Linked DNA regions of Anser cygnoides: region 2 is linked to region 1. Evidence: chromatin contacts called from public Hi-C data. All regions are on one chromosome and are shown on one strand. Each heading gives the region's core, a stretch centred on a gene start, on an enhancer-like site or on the middle of the called end of the contact. The rest is flanking DNA. Distances are from core to core; before and after follow the strand shown. Region 1 holds the start of TPMT (thiopurine S-methyltransferase). Region 2 overlaps KIF13A (kinesin family member 13A).

Evidence for each region. A called contact is a pair of places that touch in the nucleus more often than the background predicts.
Region 2: a Hi-C map of liver shows a contact between it and region 1, with 14 times the contacts expected there. The contact joins the enhancer-like site here to the promoter of TPMT in region 1. A contact is called at or near these places in 2 of 7 Hi-C or Micro-C datasets (both in liver).

The regions. Positions count from the first base shown.
Region 1 is chr2:53,195,601-53,198,909 of Taihu_goose_T2T_genome, forward strand. It overlaps TPMT (thiopurine S-methyltransferase), which reads left to right and starts at 1,732. Exons shown (of 9, transcript XM_066992074.1): 1 at 1,732-1,862; 2 at 2,050-2,192; 3 at 2,935-3,027. The coding sequence starts at 2,059. KDM1B (lysine demethylase 1B) reads right to left here and starts at 1,724. Exons shown (of 22, transcript XM_048058080.2): 1 at 1,653-1,724; 2 at 1,490-1,541.
Region 2 is chr2:53,252,044-53,255,369 of Taihu_goose_T2T_genome, forward strand. The region is part of intron 2 of KIF13A (kinesin family member 13A); the gene reads left to right. Among named protein-coding and RNA genes, the nearest start is that of KIF13A, 24 kb to the left of the region's middle. Within about 2 kb of position 1,463, at least 1 of the 3 cell types and tissues checked has open chromatin away from gene starts, as enhancers often do. A contact at or near this core is called in liver, where this site is marked.

The sequences.
Region 1 (3,309 bases), core at 482-2,981:
CCAGAAGTAAAGGTAGCAGGAGGAGAGAATGGGCATCTTTACAAAGTTTCAAATGAAGCTGACATAAATCAAGTAAGTCGCTGCTTTATTCTGCCCTCAACATAGAGGGAATTGATTTGGGTGCAGAAGGGAAGATTCACACAATATCCACATATGTGAGGAGAGAAATGAGTTCGGACAAGCCAACACAAAAATTAATTTCTTTTTCTATACAAGAAAAATCAATTATAATTAATTAGAGGGGAAAAAAAAATGTCAATGTTTACTCCCCCAAAAAGCCAACAATGTTCCACCACAGCTTCCCCCACTGCACGGGGGTGGATGAGGATAGAAGAAGAGACAGGAGAGCCAACCACTGGCATTTATGTGACATTTCCCAAAGCACCGCGTGAAGCCCCAGGAAACGGTGCCTGTTCTCCTCCTGGGGCTGTCCCTCTGGGTTGGGGGCACAACAGTATCGCTTTGTATCACCTCCGTGTATCCTCCTGGCCACGGCCACTAGCTAACCATCCCTAAATACTGTTGCCTTTAGGGTGGAGGCTCTGACCTCCCCCACTGGCCCTGGCTGGTTTCGGTGCCTCCAGGTGGTCGCAGGAGAGGTGCGAGCATCCCAGGAGGCAAACTGGTGCTGTTTCCTTGCATTTGAGAGGTTGGGAGGGGAAGAATAAAAAAGAGAGATGAGACAGTTATGGCTCGCTAAGAAGTTCTCTGAGGATGTTGAAGGCTCAGGCAGGCCTCCGGTTTGGCAGGGCGGAGGCCGGCAGTACGGGAGCCCGAATATGTTTGTGCTGTCAGTGCTGCTGCCGGGGGATGAGGAGGTGGGCAGGAGGCGGCCGGCTAGCTGCAGGAAGGCCATTGTTATCCAGCTGCGTGTCACCTCGTCCCCAGGTCCCCTCCACAAACCCCACTGGGCTCACCCCACAACCCCTGGCTCTTTGGAGAGGGAGCAAACAGCGCGCACCTCACGGAGCCTGGGGGGTCTGTGCCCTATGAGCGGGGTCTTGCTGGCTCCGCGCCCTATAAATGTGGTCTTACTGGCTCTGAACCCTATATACGTGGTCTTACCGGCCAAGGAAATGCCCCCCATGACGGGGGAGAGGGGGACACACAGCACGTCCCTCACGGTAACATTTCGCCCAGCCTGGCCTGTAAGGGAAAGCCCCCCCGGGGCTCCACGGGGAGCTGACAGCAAGTTTGGCTTGGGGAAAAGAAAAAATAAAAAAAAAAAAAAAAAAAAAAAAAAAAAAGGAAAGGAAAGAGAGGAGAAATAAATAAAAGAGAGGAAGCGAGAGGGGAACGGGAGCGAGGGGCCGCGCACACCTTTACACAACTCGGGGCGCCGGCCCCGGCCACGGCCCCGACCCCAGCCCCGACCCCAGCCCCCAGCCCCCCGACCCCAGCCCCACGCCGGGGGTCGCCGCCCTCCCGCCCGCAGCGCGGTGACAGCGGCCCCGGCACGGGGCTGGGGGCGTCCCCGCCAGGCGCTCACCTCAGGGGCCGGAGACCGCATCCACGCGTGTCCGCGCCGCCTCCTGCTACAGCTGCGGCGAGAGGGAAGGGGGAGAGGGAGGGATGGAGCGGGGCACGGAGGTGAGGCGGGGGCCGCGCTGCACCTGCCCCGCCGCCTGAGGGAGAGGGGGGCACTCACTCACCGCCGCGGCCGACCCCAGCGCCATCCTCCTCCTCCTCCTCCTCCTCCTCCTCCTCCTCCCTCCTCCTCCTCTCAGCCCGCCTCCTGCTGCCGCCGCTTCCGCTCAGCACAGCGAGGGGGAGGCGCCAGCACGGCCCGGCCCGGCCCGGCCCCGCCACAGCCACCGGCCCCCAGGCTCCTTCGCCCCCGAGCCGGGCCGCGGCGCCGCCAGGTAGACGTGTGTGAGGGACGGGGGGCGAGGAGCGGCCCCTCCATTTCGGACGGGAAGGATGGGGCTGGAGACCCTTGGGGGGGAGGGCACCGCGGGCAGCGCAGCGCTCCAGCCAAATAAACCCTCTGGAGCGGGGCTTGTGCGCGGTGCCGGCTGACCGGCGTTTCTCTCCCTCTCCCTCCCACAGCCGCTGGAAATGGACGGCCCTGCCGGCGTGCCCGCCGAGCTGCCAGGCGGCGGGGCGCAGAAGGACAGGGCGCTGACGGCGCAGGAGTGGCTGCACAAGTGGGAAACGGGGGCGGCCGCCTTCCACAAGGAGCACGGGCACCCGTACGGCACCTCGGCTGGAGGGACGGGGAGGGGGCGGCCCGGTTCGTCCAACAAACCCCCCTAAAGCTGGAGAGGTTGTGTAGAGAAACGCGTTGAAACGGGCACTGCCTGAACGTTGACGCAGCTGTGTGACCTCCACTTGTTAAAAAATGGCAGCGAAAAAAAAAAAAAAAAAAAAGACATCGTTCCATTTAGAGCTGTCCCTCCTTAAATCATGATTTAAACTGTAAAGTTTAGGCGACCTGACTAAAAAGTCTTAAGTTGTCTGAAGCAAAGGCTCTGCGTTGCTGTTCGTAAGTTATGAAACCGGGGCCTAAAGCAACGCTGGGGCAATTATTGTGCCCTGGAGGACAGGGGCCTGAGGGAGAACACCCAACTATACTGTCTTGTAACTAATAAAACTTACACTTGAGACGTGTATAAATGATTGATCCAGAGGTTTAATCATCATTCTGTTTAAGCTGCCTCTTGCGGCCCTCTTACAAGTGGGTAAGTTGTTTTGTTTACCTGAGAAGGCGAGCAAACAGAAACCAGGACAAATTTGCTCAACAGACATGAAGTTCGCTTTCCGAGAAAATGGAAGGTGAATGTTCATAGCTCTTGTTTTTACTTCTAATAGCATTTCTAACTAGGGCCGTGTATCCCATGGTGGAGTTTGTGTGATATCTTGTAGCGCTTGGCTCTTTCCTGAGCCAGCACAAATGCTCTCAGTGCAAAGTAAAAAGTATCTGTTCTTCTGCAGGCTGCTAGAGAAGTACCTGGACGTGCTCCTAAGCGGCAGGAGTGGACTGAGGATATTTTTCCCACTTTGTGGTAAAGCAGTAGACATGAAAAGGTACGAAACGGCACAGGTTATAACAGCGAAAATCTCAGTGATGTGGGGAAGGAGGGAGAGAGAGGGGGAATTCCCAGCCCTACAACGGCCGATGGAAGCGTGCCGGATCTCTGCTGGCGGCAGACTGAAGGCTTGCTCCGTTTCATTTGCTGGTGCTTGGTTTAGTGGCGCAAATGGGATGGATGAGGACTAACCTGAACGTCCTTCTGACCGCCCTGAGTTCAGCCTGGGGAATGCCGGATATGTGACGGACAGAGCGGCAGAAGCTGTGCCCTAATGGCT
Region 2 (3,326 bases), core at 213-2,712, 56 kb after region 1:
GAGGAAAAAAATCCTGATTCAGATTGAGTTGTAGATGAGGTGATTTAGTTGGAATTGGGTCAGAAGACACTGGTTCCTACCGGGAAGGGAAGATTGCTGTAAATCCCTTAGCATGGTTTTCAGAGATTATGGAAGTAATTCACAATAATGAAGAGTGGACAGCTTTTAGAAGCTTCTCAGGAATTCAGGAATTGGTTTGGAAAAAAAGTAGTTCACGTCGAAACATTTGAAATGTGTTCTCTGAATAAATGCATCCGTGTGTGTTGGGTTTGGATTTTATTTTTTGATTCTAAAACACGAGAAAGTAGGCTGCCTGCAGCCATGCTTTGTGCTCTTTCTAAATCTTCAGTCTTTTGTATTCTGTATCTTATAACTTTGTCGTATTTAGCATCGTAGTATATTCGTTCTTCAGCACTGCTTTAGATCCACAGATATCATCATTTCAAATAACTTTCCATACTAGGTGATACTACAGTTATGTAGAAAAGTGAGTAATAAAGTGAATGATAAAGATGTACAAAAGTGACCAGATGGAAACAGTGGTAACTCGTTAAAAATAAATTAAAAAAAAGCAAAGACTTAACTGTTCTTCAAAGTGACTTCTTGAAGGATAAGAAACCATTAATTTTTTAGACTCTGGGGCTTTCTGTAGGTGGTGGGCAAAGGAAACAGCTGAGCGAGGCTCGCAAAGATGCACTTTCTCATGGGAAGAGTCACGAAGCATTTCCTTGTTGTAGAGCAGCATAGTTTTTGTTCTGCATTCAGAAGCCCTAGCACTTCACACAACACTGCGAATAAAGTGTGTTTGACAGGCTTTGAATTACAGTCGTTCACATAAGGTGTTAGGTGTTTCGCTGGCATCTTGGAAGGATGTGTCAGTGCTGAGGTGCTTGAGAAATGTTAGCGATGCAGCCCGGTGACCTGATGTTGCTGTTAGCAATGGGAGAAGGGTGCAGGTAGGCTGGGTGCAGGTGCATCTGCCACCCTGGGTGACAGACACCCAATGCTGCGTCTGACGTTGCAGTGTTGTGCCTCCTGTCTGAAGGAGAGCTAGTATGAGGGGATTAAATTCCAGCTCTGGTGTTGTCTTCCAGGCTGTGCCAGGTCCTGGTGCCCAGGTGAGCTGAGAGAGAGAGCAGTAATTTTACACCCCAGGCATCTCGGAATGAATTGCACTGTGGCTTCCTGGGGGACAAATCAGATCTGACTGAGGAAGCTCAATGGGGACTGGCAAATTGCTAAAGGATAGCCAGATACAGAATATAGCTTTTTTCTTCTTCTGTTATGATTATATTTTTTTTCTCTTCACATGTGAAAAGTTACTGGAAGACAGTTGCTGTTGGCTAAGTCTTCCAAGAAAAACTTTTGAGGCAGCTCTTCAGATTGGCCCTAGAGTGCGTATATTAATTTCCTTTTTTTTTTTTTTGGAAATAGGCTTACAGAGATTTTAAGTCTGTAAAAATCACCTTTTAAGCTTTCCTGTTAGTTGGAAATGACTGCTTCATACAGTATTCTATTGCATTTTTTTCCCTGCTACCACCTCCCCAAATTAAAACAGACACTTCCAAAGTCCTGTTTACAGTCACTTTCTTATCTGCCCCTCTGAAAGCTTAACAAGGAGCTGGCTGTTCATGTTTTAGTAACAATAGGTTTAATTTAGGTATACTAAATACTATCTAGGACTAGCATTGAATGGATTTTCTTTCTTGGAACATTAGTGACTGAGATACTGAGTTTACCAAGGGTGCTGTCATTGGCTGTTGTAGTAATTTACCCCCAAACTTGACACTTATAAAATGTGACTCTAAATTAAAGTTCACACTGATTTGGGACCTAACATGACATATGAAACCCTGTCCCTTTCTGTGGTCCTATGATTTTGTAGAAGGGTGTCTGTGTTTGCTGGAAGACTGTGCTGGCGTTAATAGGGTAGGAATTAGAAACAGGAATTATGCTGTGTAGCCGTGCTCATTGTACAGTTCAGAACTTATTTCCCTGAAGTTAACTGTTATTTGTTTCTCACCGCTGTAAGCAGAGAAATGAACGATTCCTTTTTTCCTGGTTGCATTGCCTTGATTTTCCTCATTAGCATAGTGAATAGACTTGAGTTGCATCACTTATTTACGCAGGTTTTACATCTTGAGGATTTTTGTTTACAGCTTTTCTTTCAGTGGACCTCCACGCCCACAGAGCTTCGCTTTTACCATCATTCAGTGTTAGGTTTGATCTGAAATATGAAGCTCTCATAGGAACAAAAGGACAAGGAGCACTGTTCAAGGACTGGTTTGCTTTTGGAGCAGGATTCCTGGTTAGCTTTCATGCCGATAGTTAATATGATGCCAATAAAGAAACAATTGCTTTTGCTGATAATGGCTCCTTCAAATGTTCATTTGGAGCGGTTTCAGAGGAGGAGGGAGTATTATTACGGCATATTTCTACCACTGTTTTTCTGAGGAGCATCTTTTGGAAACAATAATTACCTCCAAGGTATTACTACAGTATAAGAAAACAAACTCCACTCTTGTGCCTTATGTGTTTAAAACATGCTGACTGTGCAGTTCTTGTTGTTTGTGCCTTGGGTTAATTATTAATATTAAGTGTAGTTGTCCCAGGACAGAAACACTGGTTAACCCGTGGCATTTCAAGCTCTCTGGAAAAACTGCAGACACCCTGTGAAACCCCTAAAGGTGTTTTGTCTATTGATACAGGACTAAGTATATATCTGGATGAATTAAGGCTGCATTTCTCATGCTTAGGTTCCTGCCTTCCAGTGTACAATTAATTCTGTTTCTCATTTCTGACTGTTTCTGGTTTGTACATGCACCTGGCTTGATCAGGGGTTATTACTTAGACCTTACCCTTTCTGCTCTGCAGACATAATACATTATATTTTTAAGTTCTTGGGAAACCCGATAGCCAAATATTGAATCAGGATGATGAGGCCAGCCAGCCATTAGATTATCATTCATCTTACTGCAACTGAAAGTGCTGTGTTACAGTAGCTTTTTCTGCTTTGTTTCTACACCTAATGTATTTTCCCTGTGGAACGGATGTTGTGTTTCTTTAATGATGTTTCAAAGTCTGATCCCACTGTATGAAGCTCTCTTTTTTTCACGTAGAAGAGGACGGATCCAGTTGCTTCTTTGGCCTGAGAGATTTATGCTGAATTCTAAATCTCTATCTCCGGTGGGTTACGAGCTCACTCCTGCTCACACCCTTATCTTGTGTTCATCACATCTGACTGGACTGTTGCTCAGGAAACTGTTGTAATGTCACAAGTGACTTCATTACGATTAAATGAGGGGAAGAAAATAGAACAAAAGAGC